Regions from separate parts of the Mus musculus genome. Here all the other regions are linked to region 1. Evidence: chromatin contacts called from public HiChIP or PLAC-seq, Micro-C and promoter capture Hi-C data. All regions are on one chromosome and are shown on one strand. The core of a region is the stretch at or near the end of the contact, and the rest is flanking DNA. Distances in the headings are between cores, read along the strand shown. Region 1 holds the start of Jade2 (jade family PHD finger 2). Region 2 overlaps Gm30217 (a long non-coding RNA gene). Region 3 has its middle 21 kb from the start of Gm51894. Region 4 holds the start of Tcf7 (transcription factor 7, T cell specific). Region 5 has its middle 4.0 kb from the start of Mir3061.

The links. Promoter capture Hi-C pulls out the DNA fragments that hold promoters and counts their contacts. A called contact is a pair of places that touch in the nucleus more often than the background predicts. HiChIP or PLAC-seq counts read pairs in DNA pulled down with a chosen protein or histone mark.
Region 2: an H3K27ac HiChIP or PLAC-seq map of large pre-B cells shows a contact between it and region 1, with 3 times the contacts expected there. The contact joins the enhancer-like site here to the promoter of Jade2 in region 1. A contact is called at or near these places in 4 of 39 promoter capture datasets (the C10 cell line, cranial neural crest and liver) and 2 of 115 datasets of contacts at active chromatin or transcription factors (bone marrow-derived macrophages and large pre-B cells).
Region 3: a contact with region 1 is called in an HNF4G HiChIP or PLAC-seq map of pancreatic cancer cells. The contact joins the enhancer-like site here to the promoter of Jade2 in region 1. A contact is called at or near these places in 11 of 39 promoter capture datasets (the 3T3-L1 cell line, the C10 cell line, the HPC-7 cell line and 7 more), 2 of 484 Hi-C or Micro-C datasets (the N1E-115 cell line and embryonic stem cells), 7 of 115 datasets of contacts at active chromatin or transcription factors (bone marrow-derived macrophages, embryonic stem cells, large pre-B cells and 3 more) and 1 of 9 other capture datasets (embryonic stem cells).
Region 4: a Micro-C map of embryonic stem cells shows a contact between it and region 1, with 2.1 times the contacts expected there. The contact joins the promoter of Tcf7 here to the promoter of Jade2 in region 1. A contact is called at or near these places in 2 of 39 promoter capture datasets (the C10 cell line and pre-B cells), 4 of 484 Hi-C or Micro-C datasets (CD4 T cells and embryonic stem cells) and 4 of 115 datasets of contacts at active chromatin or transcription factors (the SCID.adh cell line, astrocytes, double positive thymocytes and 1 more).
Region 5: a promoter capture Hi-C map of trophoblast stem cells shows a contact between it and region 1, with 4 times the contacts expected there. The contact joins the enhancer-like site here to the promoter of Jade2 in region 1. A contact is called at or near these places in 10 of 39 promoter capture datasets (the 3T3-L1 cell line, the C10 cell line, the HPC-7 cell line and 6 more), 2 of 115 datasets of contacts at active chromatin or transcription factors (large pre-B cells and stem cell-derived neural progenitor cells) and 1 of 9 other capture datasets (embryonic stem cells).

The regions. Positions count from the first base shown.
Region 1 is chr11:51,855,212-51,859,120 of GRCm38.p6, forward strand. Jade2 (jade family PHD finger 2) reads right to left here and starts at 2,457. Exons shown (of 13, transcript NM_001357588.2): 1 at 2,100-2,457. The coding sequence starts at 2,227. It overlaps Gm30110 (a long non-coding RNA gene), which reads left to right and starts at 235. Exons shown (of 2, transcript XR_388628.2): 1 at 235-512; 2 at 710-1,386.
Region 2 is chr11:52,316,576-52,320,363 of GRCm38.p6, forward strand. Gm30217 (a long non-coding RNA gene) reads left to right here. Exons shown (of 3, transcript XR_388631.3): 3 at 1,854-2,145. Among named protein-coding and RNA genes, the nearest start is that of Gm30217, 11 kb to the left of the region's middle. Within about 2 kb of position 2,101, at least 69 of the 459 cell types and tissues checked have an H3K27ac peak or open chromatin away from gene starts, as enhancers often do.
Region 3 is chr11:52,336,086-52,339,726 of GRCm38.p6, forward strand. No RefSeq gene overlaps it. Among named protein-coding and RNA genes, the nearest start is that of Gm51894, 21 kb to the right of the region's middle. Within about 2 kb of position 2,011, at least 69 of the 459 cell types and tissues checked have an H3K27ac peak or open chromatin away from gene starts, as enhancers often do. A contact at or near this core is called in the HPC-7 cell line, the N1E-115 cell line, pancreatic cancer cells and 3 more, where this site is marked.
Region 4 is chr11:52,281,741-52,285,330 of GRCm38.p6, forward strand. It overlaps Tcf7 (transcription factor 7, T cell specific), which reads right to left and starts at 1,274. Exons shown (of 11, transcript NM_001313981.1): 1 at 1,188-1,274; 2 at 972-1,038; 3 at 382-506. The coding sequence starts at 477.
Region 5 is chr11:52,128,858-52,132,724 of GRCm38.p6, forward strand. No RefSeq gene overlaps it. Among named protein-coding and RNA genes, the nearest start is that of Mir3061, 4.0 kb to the left of the region's middle. Within about 2 kb of position 1,369, at least 8 of the 459 cell types and tissues checked have an H3K27ac peak or open chromatin away from gene starts, as enhancers often do. A contact at or near this core is called in trophoblast stem cells, where this site is marked.

The sequences.
Region 1 (3,909 bases), core at 1,207-3,706:
CTCTTCATTTCTAAATGGGGGGCCCCGCCCCTCCCTAAGCCACATCTCTGAGAACAACCATAATCCCTCCCATTGACCTCTTGCAAACTGCCTCTGGGTAAAACTTTGTACCTCGGAATCCTGCAGATGAGGTGGGGGGGGGGGTGCTAGGGGCAAGGGTGAAGTTTGGAAATCTGCAGAGACCCGGGATAACCAGTGCAATGTACCCTCGGGCATAAAGACACCCGGCCCCCTTCCCCCGCCCCCCACCCAGCAGGAGGCCTGAGGCCAAGCTGTTTTTTTTTTTTTTTTTAAAAAGTGCACAGGCCGGCTGCAGCGGCTAAGTGGATTAGAAGAGGGTTGCGCGCCTCCAGCCTGCCCTTGGCGGCGGGCGACGGGCACGCAGGCTGGAGGCGCGCCGGCGTGATTCCGACCGCGGGAGCCGGGAGGAGGAGCCGGAGGTGGCTGCGGGGGGCTCCGGCCCAGGCGTAGGAAGGGCAAGAGGCGGTTCGGGCCGGGGGCGGTGCCAGGAGGTGGGTGGGCTTGACGCCCGGGGCGGGGGAGGGGTCTAGGGGACTCGGGGAAGGGCAACTGAGCCCGGGGTGGGGGCGGGGGTACTGAGCGGGGCAGAGGTGTGCAGAAGAGGGACCGGGCTGAGCTGGCTGGGCCTCTCTGGAAGGTAGAGGAAAGCCTCCAAGCCGGTTTTGCAGATGTCCTCACCCTCCGGCAGAAAAGCTACGAGTCTCCAAGCTGACCCAGGATCACCCCTTGCTCGGAGAAGGGGATGTCTCAGAGCCCAGGGATGGGCGGGAAGGGACCATGGGGAGCCACAAGTCTGCACCCAGGCGGGGAGTGGGCGAGCGAGAGCCGCTCCGCAGGCGCAGGCAAGTGGGTGGGAAGGAGGGAGGGAGAGGGAGGAAGGAGGTGAGCCGGGAAGATGCCACTGCCGGGGGCGGGGCGGGGCCGGGGATCCGGCAGAAGGACTGCAGCAATGTTTGGTGGGGGCGGGGGCTGCAATGTCACTCATTTTGGGGTCAGGTGCGTGTGTCCCAGGCAGGGCCCTCCACTTGTCTGCTGCTCTTAGGTACCACCCAGAGTTTTAGTAAGGGCGGAGGGAAGAGGGGGGAGCTGCAGAGTCGTCCCTGAAGCGGGACGCGAACCAGCAGAGTTGGGAGAAGGTAAACAAGGGCCACGCCCCCTGCCGTCGCCCCGCGAGCGCGCACCCGCCGCTCCGGCCGTCGCCGGTACATTTCCACTCTCGCGGTGCCTCTCCCCCACCGGACTCCCGCGCAGCACCGGAGAGCTGCTGTCCACTACCCCAGTATGCACCCTGGCTGCCTGGACTGCGCACCCAGCACTCACCTGGGAACGTTGTCCCCCGCCCCTTAAGAAGAAAAAAAAAAAAAACTAATTTGTGCAATGCCTCTGAACCCAAGAACCGAGCATGCTGCCCCCGCGTGCAGCTCCCTCGTGCACCCAGCCTGGAAAGGGGGCGCAGGGCGGAGGCGGTGGCCCCCGGAAGGTGTCTAGGACTGGACCGGCTGCACGTGAGCCCAGTGCGGGGTCATGTGCATCGGCTCAGCCCGGTTCGGCACCCGGACGTGCTGCGTATCAACAAAATGAAACTCGGGAGACAGAAGGGCAGATAGCTCCAGGTTTCCCGTGCCCCGGTGCCCGCCACTCAGCCTCCCCACCCCGCACCCCGGTAGCGCCGCAGCCCCTCGGGCCGGCCGGAGCCCGCGAGGCAAGTTGCAGCCCCAGCGCCCCCACCCGCCCGCGCCCCCTCGCCGGCCCAGGGGCGCTTTGCCGCAGTCATTAATAAAGAAGGTCGCCAGGCTCACCCTTCCAAAAGTTGTTGCATGCGCCCCTCTCAGCCTCCCCGCACTGTACTCTTTAAAACACGGCTGACCAACATGCGCAATCTCTCTCCCCAGTGCTGTGCGTCCCCCCCCCCCACCCCCCGCGCTGGCTTCCTAGAACAGGCAGCCAGCGAGAGAGGGAGCGAGCGAGCAAGAGAGAGGGAGCGAGGAGCACTGGCAGATCTGTTGAAAAAAAAAAAAAGCCCACAAAATAATGCCGTGGAGATGCGCAGGGCCCATCCGCTGGGGGCTGGCTCTTACCTTGCTCCGCGGTGCCCTCCCGAGGGGCGCTGCCCTCGGCTACGCGCGGCGGCGGGGGCCGGCGCGGGAAGGATGCTCCCGAAGCCAGGAGCTCCTGGGGCCGGCGCGGGAGGGCGGGGGGCGCGCATCCATCCGGGGTCGTGGCGAGGGAGGCGACCGGGCCGCGGCGCCCCCCAAGCCCCGCACCCCTGCTGGGAAGATGGTCAGCCCTCCAGCTCAGAGCTGGTGCCACTAGGAGTGGGCGCAAAGTAACTCCATGGACGCTACTCACCCCCCAAAAAAATAGCCTCCAACTGCGATGGCCGCGGTCGGCACCATTCACCAACCCCCTGTGTATGTTTCTGTTTCTTTTTAAACCAAGACTTCCTTGTGATCTCTTTAGAGGGGGAAAAAATGTGTTGGGGTGGGGGTGGGGTGGGGTGGGGGCGGGCAAGAAGAGAGGGAGGGGGAGTAGCCACTTTTTTCTAATTCACTCGGATCTCCGCTCCCGGCACCCCCCTGTCGTGTTCCCCCCCCCCTTCCCAGTTGTTTGGCTCCGGCGACAGTCCCAGGTAGCGTTGCGGCCCCCCCGGGGGGGTGCCCTACACGGTCACCCGCCCGCCTGCACGCGGGCCCGGACTCCTCGTGGACTCCGGGGCGCCCCCAACCCGCCCTGTCCCCAGGGCCGGGCCCGAGCGCCGGCTGAGCCCGTGCAAGTCCCATCAGGTCGGCTCACACTTCACACACTCACACACATACCCCGCCCCTCCACTCGCTCACTCACACTTTCTGCTCACACCCCGCCCCCTTCGCGCCCCAGACCCAGGCGGAGCCCCCCACAACCTTTAAAAAAAAAAAAAAGCAAGCTTATACTTAAAAAAATCTTTTGGCGCCATATTAATGACGTACTTAAAATTTGCCATTTCTCCCTGCGTCAAAAAGACGTTTCTTTGCAAATAACAGCTTGGAGGCGACACTCGCGGAGGAAACGAGGCTTGCACGGAGTACCCAGCTCGCCCGCCCCACCCCCAGGGACTCTGGTGCTGGAAGACCCTCGCCCTCCGCCCGGTTTCGGAATCACTGGTTTTAAAATCGAAATCGAATAAATCGCGTGGCGTTTTTTGCAGCGCCAGAAGTGAGCAGAAAGTGCTGGCAGGAGTGCAGGGGAGGGGCGCGCAAGGGGCTGGGGGAGGGGGCGCGGTCCTCCTCCCCCACCCACACCAAATGCAAACTAGCATCCTAGGCAGGGAAAGTTGAAATTGTGGGCGACCTCCGGAAGAGAGGGGCTGTCCTTAAGGGGAGGGGGTCCCTTCTTGGGCTTGTTGCCCCCTCCCCCTCGCGGGTGCCTCCTGGCGCCTGGTGCTGCCCTGCATTTCCGGAGGGGGGGTGAGGCGCACTGTGATGGGTGGGTGGCTAGCAGGGTGGCAACATGTCCTAGCCTCAGGAGGAGTTTGCCCCGGGGTACCCCCTTCCTTCTGCCTCGTGCATCTTATAGCCGCAAAGGGTTAAAAACCGAGGGGCAACTTCCCAGGGCTGGTACTTGGCAGAGAAGCGGGGCGCCCCTCTCCCCACCCTCTCGTTCTCGCCCCTCCTCCTCCGACTCCACTTCCCGACTTGACCTTGTGGTGCACAAACAGTGCTCTCCAATCCTCGCAGTTTCTGGAAGAAGAGCCTGCGCTCGCCAGGCGGGCGGGCTGTCGGGCGGCTAGCCGGCAGTGGCGGAGCCTTGGGTCGGTTCCCTGAGCTGCGGGCCACACCCACCCAACCCGCTGTGCCTGGGGAGCTCACCTTCTCTCTAGGAAGGAAAAGGGCAGGCCTCCTGGAGGGGTAG
Region 2 (3,788 bases), core at 851-3,350, 460 kb after region 1:
CCAGAATCTGAATCTTAGGAACTTCATGATTTGACACCCCTCCCCCAAACACACACTCCCGTCCTGCCCTACAGAACCTGGCTATATGATCTTGAACTTTTAGCATCCTCCTGCCTCTGTCTCCGGAGTGTTGAGTCTACCAATGAGTGCCAGCATATCTGGCTATGATCTCACTTTCAGAGCCCAAGGCTTTATGTGGAGACAGCAAGGTCAGAGGTTCAAGAGAGACCTTGACATGTCAAATTCGAGAGCATCCTGGGATACAAGAGGCCCTTTCTTATGAGGCATGTAAAATGGCTTCTTGAGTCAAAACCTTTGTCACCATGCCTGATGACCTGGGTTAGTGTCCTGGAACCACAGGGTAGAACAAGAGAACTGAGTCCTGAAAGTTGTCCTCTGATGTCTACTCATTCACTGTGGCATGAGCATGCCTTTGACCCCCAACATACACACGTTATATATACACACACAACATACACACGTCATATACATACACACACAACACACACATATACACACAATGGTGATAGAAATGAAATTTGAACAAAGGAACTCACACAATATGTACTCACTGATAAGTGGATATTAGCCCAAAACCTAGGATACCCAAGATATAAGATACAATTTGCTAAACACATGAAACTCAAGAAAAATGAAGACTGAAGTGTGGACACTATGCCCCTCCTTAGAAGTGGGAACAAAACACCCATGGAAGGAGTTACAGAGACAAAGTTTGGAGCTGAGACTAAAGGATGGACCATGTAGAGACTGCCATATCCAGGGATCCACCCCATAATCAGCTTCCAAACGCTGACACCATTGCATACACTAGCAAGATTTTATCGAAAGGACCCAGATATAGCTGTCTCTTGTGAGACTATGCCGGGGCCTAGCAAACACAGAAGTGGATGCTCACAGTCAGCTATTGGATGGATCACAGGGCTCCCAATGGAGGAGCTAGAGAAAGTACCCAAGGAGCTAAAGGGATCTGCAACCCTATAGGTGGAACAACATTATGAACTAACCAGTACCCCGGAGCTCTTGACTCTAGCTGCATATGTATCAAAAGATGGCCTAGTCGGCCATCACTGCAAAGAGAGGCCCATTGGACACGCAAACTTTATATGCCCCAGTACAGGGGAACGCCAGGGCCAAAAAGGGTGAGTGGGTGGGTAGGGGAGTGGGGGTGGGTGGGTATGGGGGATTTTTGGTATAGCATTGGAAATGTAAATGAGCTAAATACCTAATAAAAAATGGAAAAAAAAAAGAAATGAAATTTGAAAGTTTTTCTCTTTAAGGAAACTGTCTTTGTTGGGCTGTGGTAGCACTCGCCTTCAATCCCAGCACTCAGGAGGCAAAGGCAGATGGATCTCTGAGTCTAAGGCCAATCTGGTCTACAGAGTAAATTCCAGGATAGCCAGGAGTACACGGAGAAACCCTGTCTTGAAAACCCAAAACCAAAACAAATGAAAAAAGAAAAAGAGAACGACAAGAAAAGAAACACTGTCTATAAATAAATAAATAAATAAATAAATAAATAAATGGGGTAAAGCTATTAGCTCACTCTGTGTATACAGGATAGGGCCACAGTTAAGTCAGCTGCTGGTGCCCAACACTTGCCCTATTGGGGAGCCTAACCTGGAAGTTTCTATAGGACTCTTTTTCTTTCATGGGTTTGAAACTGGGAGAGGAGAGGAGAGGAGCCCCTATCCATGGTCCCTCAGGAAGCTTATGCCAACAGCAACGTTCTTGTACAGAGCGGACCCCTTGACCTCAAGTAGGGCAAAAGAGGACACCACCAGTTTCCAAGGACCTAGCAATGGCTTACTTTTTTTTTTCTTCTTTTAAATGAGGGCCAGTGGGGACTGTGACTACAGATGCCCTCCATCTCTGATGGCGCATTCTTATCGAGGGCGACCGACCACAATGAGCAGCCTTTGAGAGACCGCAGCTCAGCTGGCTTTGATGTCACCTGGCCTGTGGCCTGCCTGTGTGGATGCAGCGATCCTTCTACCCGGCCACACGCCCACTGGGCCCCGCACACCCTGCAAGCAGCTGGAAGTCAGGCTTCACAGCCACTGTGAGAAGCCCCCACCGCAGGCCACTCTAACATCACTCACAGCTTCCAGTGCCTGCCCAAGTTCAAACAGGAAGCCTGGGTTTTTCCTGTGTTGACGACAGCTTGTGTTCTCTTTCTGTTCAGCTCTGGGGCGCCCTGATGGCTTGGGCTCCTGGGGATGAATGTTTGAGGGTATCAGTGTGCTTCGGGGTCTTTCTGGCAAAAGTCTCAGCAGAACCACTTCTTCCGGGAAGGCTGGGCAAAGGCCTGGAGGGTGGTCTAGATCATCAATTGCTTTGCCGGTGAAAGCGGACTCTGGCCAAGCACTTAGTGAGCCTGCAGTACACACATGTTCTATCAATCCTCACTGAAGTCGCATGTCTGCAGACAAGCCAGGCTCTTTGCATGTTCCTGGGATACCACCTGCTCTGTGCCCGTGGCCTAGACAGTCACCCAGGAGGTATCTCCTGGCTTTCCTCTTCCTCATTCCCTTCCCCAGCGGAGACAAAGACTGCCTGTCTCTTTTCCTCGGTGTCCCCGCGTGCAGCCCCTCCCCCTGGCACCTATGAGGGTCTTCCTCCACTATGTCTTCACAGTTCTGCCTCATCTCTTTCCACCCACAGACCACTTGATGGTGGTCAAAGCATCTTCCTCAGATGCCCGAGGGACCGTGTCAAAACCAGACATCTTTGCTTCTCATCCTTGCCCACCTCCTGTGTGCTGAGTCTGAACGCCCTACTATGGAGTCCTTCATCCATAGGAGCCTTCGACCTCCTTGAACGCACCCTTGCCTCTGTTTGTGCTGATGGCACCCAGGCCTTTGTGGGTCCCTAAAGAGGCCACAGTCTTATTAGTTTCCTGGGCTGACTGCATGGTTCTGACTGAGCCTGCTTGTCCCTGTCCTCTGTAGTATGCCAGTTCTTACCCTCTGTTGACCCCTGTCACTCTCCTCTGATATTAGCTTGCTGGATGGCTGACTGGTTTTAATATAGGGTCTCTTGTAGTCCAGCTTGACCCCTAATTTACTATATAGCAGACGATGACCTTGAACTCTCTGATCCATTGGTGCTTCCTCCCAAGTGCTGGGACAACAATATTTGCCCCCACACCAGATTTGATCTCTTTTCTCTGCATGTGTATGATAATCCATTCTGCAAGCATCCTCTTCAGGGGTCTCTAACCCCAGAAGGCAGGGATTGGATGTGGCTTCCTGTCTGAAGATCAGCCCCACCCTGCTTGGTTAAGAGGAGCCCTTCACGGTTGGGAGTGGAGAGGGGCCCAGGCACTGAGACCCCCCCTGCCTAACTCCCCGTTGGAGCATGTGAGTATGTTTTCCTGAAATGAGGCCTTTCCGTAGCTCAGCCTGCCTGCTCTCACCACATTTGGGCCTCTGTGGAAACATAACATAGGTTCCCAAGGGAGGGCTGAAGAGATAACCTGGTAACATTTAATGTGCATTAGGGTGCCTTGTAAATAACTCCAAGCATTTCTTCTCTTAAGAGACTAAACCTTCCCCTTAAACCTTTATTTTTCTCAATCAAAAACTCTTCCATCCTGGGCAAAGGGGGAAATTAGTGAAGAGCAAACCTCACCCCGACCTGAGCTTGAAAACCAGAGACTTCAAACGCACCCACCAAACTTCTCCTCTCTCCCTAGACAGGGTCTTGGGTAACCTGAACTGGCCTCAAACTCATTACCTTGAGTGACCTCCAGTTTCTGATCCTCCTGC
Region 3 (3,641 bases), core at 761-3,260, 480 kb after region 1:
GCTTATGACTCACCAGCCGGGGATTCGCAGTAAACCTGGGCCCTCCTGCATTCAGCCTGGCAGAGCACGAGCCCAGACATCAGACCGAGAAGAACACCTGCTTCTTTTCCTTCCTCCCACTTGTTTTTCTGCCTCTCAGACTGGCAGCAGAATGTAAATAAAGAGCAAATGCTATTCAGTGTTGAAAAGGGTGTAGGGAGCTTCGTACTGTGCGGTGCAGCCTGTTTCCTAATTTAATTGTATTTATGTGTATATGTATGTATTTAGTGTGTGTACATGCGCGAGAGTGCAAGTTTGCGTATGCAGTCATGCCGTAGAATGTGTCAAGGAGCAATGTCGTGGAGTTAATAATTCTCTGCCTTCACATAGGTTTGGGGGATTGGACTCAGGTTGTCTGGCCTGGACAGGAAGTGCTTTTTTACTGGATTCATCTTGCCAGCCCTAATTTTTATTTATTTAGGTTTGAGCCAGGGTTTTACTGTGTCTCCTGTGTTCAGGAGCTCACTATGTAGACCGGGATGGCTTCAAACACACAGAAATCTATCAACCTGTTTGCCTCCTGCTGAGCACTGGACTTAAAGGTGTGCGCCACCACACCCAGTGTGATTTTTATTTTTAGAATGAGTCCACTTGCTTTATTGAGAGGATCAAAAGTTCAAGTCAGCGTCAGCTGCATAGCGAGACCCTGTCTCGTTAAGAGAGAGGAGGTTGGGAGTGGTGCCCAGGGTCCCAGCACTGTGCTGGGAAGGTTGCGGGAGGAGGATCAGGAGTTCAAGACTCTCCTCAGCTAGATAGCAAATTCCAGACCACCTGGGGCTGCACGAGATCCTAGCCTTAAAAACTAGAGGACACACACACACATGAGAGAGAGAGAGAGAGAGAGAGAGGAGAGAGAGAGAGAGAGAGAGAGGAATATGAATGACTATATGAATACACAGGAGTTGAGGCTCATCTCAAGGAAGTCAGATTCTAATTATTACATCAGCCAGAGGCTGGAAAAGGCACGGTAGCACTTGCTGCCCTTTCAGAGGACTGGAGTTCAGTTCCTAGCACTCAAGTCAGGTGGCTCACAACTGCTTATATACCAGTTCCAGGAGGGTTCTGATACCCTCTTCTACCTTCCATGGGAACCTGTGGTTGTGGTTACATGGTTATATGTGCACACGCAACTCTCACAGAACACCCACAAATTTATATATATATATTAAAGGCTAGGCATGGTAGGGCATACCCTTAATCCCAGTATACTTGGGAGGGAGAAGCAGGTAGGTCTCTGTGAATTCAAGGACAACCTGTTCTATATTAGTGAATTCCAAAACAGCTACATAGTGAGATTGAGCCTGTCTCAATAACAACAAAGATAGTAATAATGAAGGAGGAGGAGGAGGAGGAGAAGATAATTAGAGTGGGTATGATAGAATGTGAGACAAGTAACAGTTGGTAGCCCCTTAACTACTCATGTGCACTAGTTCTTAGTAGGAGTTGTATCAAACCGCCACAAACCGGTGGCCTGACACTGTAAGAATGCAGTATCTGAAACCTGGATCCTGGGAGACTTCACCTCTGGCATCCATTTGCCGCCCACAAAGACCTTGTCGCGTCCCAGCAGGTCAGCCCCACCCTCGCCACCACATTGGCAGAGCACCTTGGGCATTAGAAACCAAGTAATTAGTACTCCAGGGTAGCTTCATTCAGAAAATTACCGCACCAAGGACGAGTCTCATTGAGAACCAGCTTAATTAAAAGACACTTGGTGGATTCCTGTAAGAGATGAGGATGGCGCTTTCCAGAAGTGTAATGGAATGTTTTACTGCATATCAAGTAGTTATTAAATCCTTAATATCCTAATTCCTGAAGAATGCCATTGTCAGGGACAACCACACGCCACAAAGGAGAGAATTGTTCCCTTTTCTTGGCTCCAAAAGCCACAGGAAGTCAGAAGAGGGCTGGGCTCCTCTGGGCTGCCTCCTTCTCTGCCTCTGCTCTGGGTGCAGGAAATGCCAGCTCTCCGGGGAAACCCAGGTTTATCCGGGTATGGCAGCATGCTGCTATAAGCCTTGCCCTCTGGAGATCAGTCATCCTCAGCTACAAGATGAGTCTGAGGCAAGCCTGGGCTCCATGAGACCTTGTCTTGAAACAACAGATTTGGAAAAAAGGAAGAAAAAGTGGTGCAAAAATGTGTTCCTTGCTGTAGGGGGGATTCACTGGCAAACAGGTCTAGGGCACCTATGGGGTTTCTTCTTCTTTCTATTCTTACCCTGTTTTGACACTTATCTCTAACATAATTGTAAACTCCCCAGAGCCTGTGACAAAGTTATGTTACTCAGCAAACAGAGATTTACAGATATAGGGAAGCTCAGGTCTTAGAGAGAGGCCATTCCCCAAGCAGGCTCAGTGACATTGCTGGAATCACAGCAGAAGCTGAGCCTGGCTGGAGATGTGCTGGCGTGGGGACTGGGATCACGTCAGGAGCCAAGGAATGACAGCAGAGGCCAGCAGTGAAAAAAGGCAAGGCCACAGAAAAGAGAGCCATGGCTGCTGGAGAGAGAGGCACAGCCACTGAAGAGAGCCGCTGAAAAGCCACTGCTCTATTGGTGCCTTGGCTAGGACCTCAGTCCTCTAGGTGGTGAGGGGTGTACTCCTGTCTGTCTGTTACATTGGGATGTGAAGCCAACACCCTAGGACAGACATGCATGTGCACACTCACACACACATACACATGCATGCATGCACACACGCACGCACACACGCACACATGCATGCACGAAAGCATATGCATTTGGTGAGGATAGCACATGGTGCACATGTGGAGGTCAGAAGACAACCTCCAGAAATCTGTTCTCGCCTTCTACCATGAGGATCTGGTTGTCAGGCTCCGTGGCACGTGCCTTTATGTGATGTGCCATTTTGCTGGTTGGAACCTGTAACTTTATTCATTGTGGGCTTCGTGGAAGTTCAGCCCATGATCTGACTGAAGACGTCAAGGCACAGGGCTGTGCAGAGTTCATTCTGTTGGGAGTTGCTGGACCCTTTGGTCCTAGCAGCAGTTCATTCACCAAATGCTTCAGTCTGGGCCCTGCCATCTGTCTAGAGTAGGCTGAGGGTGTCTCCAAGGAAGATGAGCTTACAAGGAGTCAGCCATGTGTGGGGCTGGTCTCTTCTGTGTGCTAACCCTCAAAATGACACCGGGAGGCAGTGTTGACTGGGTGGACAGAAGGGCCAGTGATGGGTGCACAGTGTGGGTACCAGTTACTTCTACAAACACACAGACCAGCAGAGCTCACACATGGCGTGCATACAGTGAAAACACACACGGGTAACGAGGTGCACACACAACCTGCACAGATCACATATACACATATAGCTTCACATACAGGTGCACAGAGAGATGTGTACACAGAGATGTACACAGCCGCGCACACCTCATGTGCCACGGAGCTACGGTCTGTGGAAGACAGATGTGCATTGTAGGAGCTAAGATGGCAGCTAGCTGGGCAAAGCTTTGTGAGTTCAAGGACACCCCGGGGGCTTTCCTGTGGGCCCAGCAGCTGGGGACGCAGGCAAGAAATATGGCTCAGGTCTTTCACTGGTGGGGAGCAGACACCCGGATGTTGGCTGCCGTTGGTGGGGGCCGTTGGCGC
Region 4 (3,590 bases), core at 24-2,523, 430 kb after region 1:
TTACCCAGTCTTCTCACACCCGAGTTCCCTCGCTTCTCTGAAGGAAAAAAAAAAAAGCTAACCACAGAGCTCTAGCTCAGAGCATGCACATCACGCTAGGGAATGGCATGGGCTCAGCTCAAAAACGTTTTCAACCCCACCGTGGGCCAACACAGGCACCTGCTTGAGCAAGTTGGGAAGACAAAGGTCAAAAGCAAGTGAGAAAGACTGGAGCCGGGGCGCTCCTTCAGAGATCTCCTTTTGGGTCAGACTCCTCTGGATGTTAACTGGGCAAGAGCATCTAGGAATTGGGCAGAGAAGTCCTTTTTTGTCCAAGCATCACCTGTGTGGTCAAGTAGGTAGCCAGCCCCATTACAGGGCCTGACTGCTTCGGTCACTTACCAGCGGGGGTTGAGGCTGCGGATGCTGCCCTGCTCCGGAGGCCGGTGGGTAGGGCATGAGCAGATTGAAGGCAGAGTAGACAGTCTCTTTGTACATGCCACTGGCACACTCCGGGGCCTTCAGGCCTGGAAAAACCACAGCTGGGTCAGACACCAGCCCAGCCAGCTGCTCCTAAGGACTGAAGGCTGTCTGCTCCGGAGGGGGGTTAAAAAAAAAAAAAAAACCCTGCCAAGGGGTCCCCTTCAAGTTCGTGACTTGACAGGGAACAGCGACCTCCGAACGGGTGGAAATATCCGCAAAGGCAAGTTTTTGAGGAAAGACCCCCGAGTCCAGACCTCCACTTCGCGACCGGGACTTGACTCCCTACCCCACCCTCCTGCTTGGGAACCTTAGCCAAGGCTTGCTCCTCAAGGCAAAGGATTAGTCAGTCACCTGGGCTGGAGGGGAGGCGGAGATGGCGGGGGTCTGTTTACTCCTATAAAGGTCAGGGCACCGGAAGTGACTCCAGCTCAGCGGCGCCCGGGAAACCCGCCCCCCACACCCCCACCCCCGGTTCTAGCGCCTTCTTCCCCAGCCGCGCAAAAACTCACCGTCCTCTAGGGACTCTGGAAGTTTGTCCGGGAAAAGTCTCTGCGAAGTGTGCTCCCGTCCCAGGGCCTGCAGAGCGAAGCAGAGGGGCCATGAGGAGCGGAGGGAACAGGAGGGGCTCCAGAGATGGGACCCACGAGGACCGTGGCGCGGGGGGGCGGGTCCGCACGCTACCAACTCGGGACGAGGTCCTCCGGGGAGGAGCGGGCCGGGCTCACCTCGGGCGCTCCCTCGGCTTCTCCATGTACTCGGACGCCGGGACCCGGGACCCCGGCGCCTGCGGCCGCGCCTTCGGACTCATTCACCAGTGAGGACTTGAGCTCTGCCAGGTCCCGCTCCGGGCCCACAGCGCTGTCGCGATTCTTATCGTCCTGTTCCTCGCCTTCGTCTTGGAAGGCCAGCAGCTCGTCGGGCGCGCCGAGGTCGTCGCCTGCGCCCGCGCCGCCCCCGCCCGAGTCCAGCTGCGGCATGGTGCGCTGCGCCCGCCGGGGCGCCGGGTGCGGGGCGCGGAGCCGGCCGGGAAGGCGGCGAGCCCAGGGTGCGGGGCTCCGAGCCCGGAGCGCGGCGGGCGGAGCGCACGCTGACTCCGCCTGAGCGGCCAGTGGGCGCGGGGCGAGGGCGCGGGGCACAGCAGCTTTGGGAGCCGGCGGGTCGGAACATCAAAGGCACCGCGGGCAGCGAGCCGGGGGCGGGGCGGGCGCCGGGGCGGGGCCGCGGTGGGAGGGGCTAACGTCCCAGGCCCCGCCCTCCCCTCCCTGGAGAGACCGGGACAGGCCCACTGGGAATAATCTTAAAGGGCTCGCTCTCCAGCTATTCTCTAACCTGAAATCCATTACTAAACTCTGGAACTCCATTTCCTTAACTATCATACAGCCACAACTTGCGTCCAAGTTGCGGAGAAGGTGGTTCCTTAGACCGGTGGAACCTGTGGATGACTTGGAACCTTGGTGTGAACAGCGTCCTTTGCTCAATCTGGAGGCTTCTTACGTCCCCGGGATACTAGATGGACCCTGACACACACACACACACACACACACACACACACACACACACAAACACCTGCCCTTTTGATCATCCCTGTGCCGATTAGGGACCTTATTCCAGACAGCCTGCTTACATAGACACAAGCATTAGCGCCTCACACATTTATTGAGCTCCTGCCTGTTGTTGCATGTGCAAATCAAACACTATAAATATATGACATGTGGTGGCTCGAGGCGAGGAAGGATCGTGGCCACTCACGTGGTTTCTCCAGCCCGCTATGACTTTTTCAACTAAGTTCGACGCTTAGAACCTGCTGTCCAGGAACTGAGACTTCCGGCGGCCACATGGGTCACGAAATTCTCTCTTGGGGTCTTTAGGCAGCTGCTCAGTCTGGGAAGTTGCATCCGGAGCCCATTGACTCAGACGCTAGTTAAGGCCGCGTCTTCAGTGGCATCTCCTTGGCACCCAGCATCGAATTCACCACGACCGATCACTGTTTCTGTAAGACACTAGGCCCTTTGGATAGCCATGCAGTAAACTGAAGGTCGCACACCTCCGCCTCAAGAACGTTTCGGTGTTGGAGTCAATGTAGACCTCTTCCACCTCTTGGGAAAGCAGTTGAAACAACAGTGGGTAATTTGTGAAGGAGGACACTGGCCGCCTCTCCGACTCCCGGCCCCACAGGACCCCTGGCAGCGGCGCAAAGCCGGCCGGAAGACAGCCGCACCGCCCCTCCCGGTCCAGGCCCAGCCTGCCTGGCGGAGGATCAAAGAGACCAGGCCTTGCTTCTCAGCGCTCAGATCCTATCAGCGCCCTGCCAGCGGGGCTTCTGAGTCCTCCAGCTCCCAGCCGGGATGCCCGTTTCACCTCCTTCTCAGCGATGGGGGGCTTGGCCATTAATGCTGAGCTTGGCAATAGAGATGCGGTGCAGAACCCGCCCTTGGCACCTCTAAAGTCCTTCTTCCGCAGGTGCCAGTTTGCTACTGATTTTGACCCCATCTTCTCTAGATTCGGGGGCAGGGCAGGGGCTCCAATGGAAAGCCTACAGGAGAAGAAGGGCCCAGGGGCGAGGCCTCCCCCTACGACCTCAGCTCCGAGGTTGTCCCGGCTAACTTTGGGGTGAGCACTTCTCTGAGAAAATTGCACAGAAATTGAGATCATCCTAAGCCAAAGCGCAGCAGATCCTCCTGTGTTTATAAACGACTCCAACTTTGGCAATGTCGCTTCCATGATAGTTGGCAGACCATGAAGTTTCAACTGACACAGGTCATTGGGGGTCGAATTTCTGAAGAAAAGTCAGGGCTGGGGAGGTGTGATTCTGCCCTCCAGGGTAATTTTTTTCCCCAGCTTGGTATTGCCCTTTTATCAAAGAACAAGGCCTTTCGGCTTTATTGGTGCAGAAGTAGCCTATCCTCAAATGTTAGTGAATATATATATATATATATATACCTTTATTTGGCAAGAGAAAATATTTTTTTTTCCTGATTTGTTAGCTTTCCCACCTTTGGATGGTTTCTTTGGATGACTTTATAGAGCTGTGAAAACCCCCCTTCCTGGGATCCACTGCCCTGGGGCATCCTGGCTCCAAGCCTCACCCCCTGAGGATGAGCAGTGAGGGGGAGGCAAGAGGGGAGAAA
Region 5 (3,867 bases), core at 119-2,618, 270 kb after region 1:
AGTCTCTGGGTGTCTCTTCTCATGCACAGTCATGAATGTGTGTTTCCCCATCCCCAACCTCATTAAGTAGTAGTTCTCAGTCTCCAGTCTGAGCTGCTGGAAGCTGGAAGGTTGCTTTGAATCCCCATCTGTTGTTCTTTTTGGATGGTCATACCAGCTGTGCTGAGACTCACTATGTGGCAGAGGTAAGCTTTGAATTCCCATTCCTGCCTCCACCTCCAACCAGCTGGCATTATGATGCACACCACTACAACTGACCTCTCTTACATACATTGATGTACAGATAGGTGTTTGTGGTGTGTGTGTGTGTGTGTGTGTGTGTGTGTGTGTGTGTGTGTGTGTGGTATACCAACAGAGATTCACTGTGTAGCCCTGGAAATTGTTATGTAGTACAGGCTGGCCTTGAATGCACAGAGATTCAAATAGCTGTAATTAAGGCATTCACCACCATACACCCAGGCTTTTGGGGGTTGGAGGGTTGCATGAGGGAAAGGTACAATGCATTCCTGAAAGCCAGTATCGATAGAGGCCAGAAGAGGGCGTTGGATCCTCTTGGAGCTAGGGTTACAGGTAGTTGTGAGCCTCCAAGCTCTGAGCTTCTGAGAAATGAACCGGGGAAGGACCCTGTAAGAGCAGTCAGCACTCTTAGCTGCTGAGCCACCATCCTTCCAGCCTGTCTCAGAGGTTTCCTTAAAACAGAATCTTAAGGATTGTCTTTGTAGGACTTGAGTTTCCAAGTTTATCTCAGGGTAGGAGGAGGTATGCAGAACACTAGAAATCAGAAACCAGCACTTTAAAAATAGGACTGTGGGTATGTGAGGCTTTTGAAATGAGATTATTTGCTTAAGCTACCTAGAAACACTAGAACATTTCTGTCTTCGGCCTGAGTGGCAGATGGCCCTGCGTCAGAAGCACAGCATAAAGTGATTTGCCGTTTCCACCAATTGCTCAGTTTGGTGCTGGGATCCCGGGGCACAGCTGGCATAATGAACTAGCTTACATCAGTACTCCATGCAGAAGGAAGAATCCCTGAAGACGGTAAGTGAATGCAGAGGAGTCAAGAGCAGTGATACCGAAGCTGCTGCTGAGAGAGGAGTTGCATAGCCCCGAGCTTTCACTGTGCCAGACACTTTGTGTGGCATACTTTAGTTGCGAATCAGCTTGATTCAGAGCAGTGAAGGGCCTGCTACAAGAGCATTCTCAGGGAGACCTTGGCTTTCAAGCGCCCCTACCTTTGCTGGAATTATTTAGTGGGCTTTGAAGGGCAGGCACATAGCTTTCAAGTTTAGAGAAAGTGACCTGTGTTTTGTGACTGGACCTTAGGGAGACATGAAGGAAGCTTTGCGGGCTGGCTCTTGTGACTATTGGCACAAGTCACAGATCCTGTGCTCCAGAGTTTGTGCCCAGAACTCCCTGTCTCAATGGCACCTATTTGAACTAGGTTTTATTTATACTACTTGTGGTGCACATGCATGGAGGTCAGAGACAACCTGTAGTAATTCCTTCTACCATATGAGTGTGAGGGAAGTTCAGGTGGTCATCAGGCTGTGAGTTTCTCCTGCTTGTCTCTACACCATGTGCTTGTGGTGCCCAGAATGGCCAGAAGACATTATTGATTTTTCCAGAGGCACCTAGTATGAGTGCTGGAAACTGATTTCAGGTCCCCTACAAGGGCAGCAAATGCTCTTAATCACTGAGCCATCTCTCCAGCCCCTATCTCAATTGACTTTGTGTGTGTTTGTGCACACATGCACCCACACAGTACATGCACATATGTGCACATGGGAGTGCAGGTGCCTGAGGAATCCACAAGAGGGTGTCGTATCCCCTGGAACTAGAGCTACTGATTGTGAGTAGTCCCATATGAATGGTGGGGACTGACCTTGGGTCCTCTACAAGAGCAGCGTGTACTCTTAATTTTGGAGCTGGTCATTGATTAATATTGCAAAGCACAGCCAGACCAACGCCTCTCTGTATCCTGCATTCACAGCTACCAGCCTGCAGCAGCGGCACCTCTAACCTTGGCCTGCACTGGACTATCCTACCAGCATGCAAACACAGCTCTCTATGCTCCTGGAAACAAACGCCTTAAGCGCCTGCCCCTTCCTGTGCTCCCATAAGCAAAACTTGAAAGAGCATCTTGGGGGCTGGAGCTGGGGCTTGGTGGCAGGGCGCCTGCCCACTGTGTGCAAGGCCTTGGTTTCATCCCCAGTTCCGTGGAAAACAAATCTCAGACCACCTTGTCTTCTGTTTGTTCTTTTTGATTTATTTTTATTTTTAAATCTATGTTTGTGTTTATCTGTGATACAGATTTGTACGTGTGGGTGTGTACACATACACTTAAATTGCCCATAGAGGCCAGAAGATGGCATCAGATTCCCTGGAACTGGAGTTGAAGATAATTGTGAGTAGGTGTCAGGTCCTCTGGAATAACAGCCAGTACCTTCTTCCTTCCTTCCTTCCTTCCTTCCTTCCTTCCTTCCTTCCTTCCTTTCTTCCTAAGACAGGGTTTTGCTCTACACCAGGCCAGTCTACAACTCCAGGTCCTCTTTCCTACCTTAGCCTCCCAGGTGCTGGGCTTATGAGGTCATATCAGCTCATCATATCAATCATATTAATCTACAATTAAGATTAAGATTACAGGAAAGTATGTGAAATAACAGAAATAACCCTTTTCTTGAGAGAGCTTTTTGTTGTGTTTACTACGAATAGTTTTTGCTGGACTGATTTCTGCCTTGTCTTGTCAAGTTTACTGAGAGAGATGATCATCAATGAACAATCTGTCAATGCAGATTTAATAATTTCAAAATAATATCTTGACACTTTGAAAAACTTGATAAAGTATGAATTATAAACACAAAGTCTATCTATGTCATTTAATTAGTGTAACAAAGCTGTTTTGATTTGTGTGATCTCTATAGTCAGTTCATGGATAGATCCATGCAGACGAGTTCAATCATGGATTTTATTACAGATTTTGAAAGTTCCCCTGTGTGGGTTTTAGTTTACTTAGCCGTAAAACCCAAAAGACAGTTGGACAGGATTTGATTGACAGGATTTGATTGACATTAAAAGCTCTCAACCTACTCCTGTGCATAGCACACTATAATCCTAGCCATCTGAAGGCTGAGGCAATGAATGGCGTTGAAGTCAGCCTAAACTACATAGTGTTTCTTTCCCAAAATGAAAAATACAACAAAATAGCAAAAATACAAGAATAAAAATCACAAAGGTGCTTCAGAAAATTCCAGAAATATTCAACAAGGGTTGCTGAATGAATTAATAAAGACACTCTTAAATCCAAGAATACGGTGTACAAAGGCACACTCCCAAACTATACAACCTCAAGGCCAAGGTGTTTTACTTCTCTGTCCCATCATAGTGATAGGCTGACTCTTCTGCCTAAGCAGGCCTTTGACCCCTGGGTGCCTGCTTGTGAGTCCCTTGTTTGGTGGATGAGTGTTGCTTTCTAAGCCCCAGTGCCCTACTGCAATTGACTCATCTACAGAATCACAACAACCACAAACACCTGAAAGGACGCATTAATGCTCACCCAATGTTGAGGCCAGGGACTCCCTGTGTTTAGCATAGCTCTCCCCACTCTTCCTGCACTGCACCTGTGTCTGTCATTCCAAGGTCAGGTGCTTCAGCTGTGATACCTGCTCATCCCTCATTGATATTTTCCTCCACTCTTCCTGTGGCAACACTCATTCCCATATTTGGTAATCATGGAAGGAAGATACCCTTGAGAAACATATTCAAGTGGTGTGTGTGTATGAGTGTCTCTGTGTGTGTCTCTGTGTGTGTATGTATGTGTGTGTGTGAGTGTCTCTGTGTGTGTATGTGTGTATGTATGTGTGTGTGTGT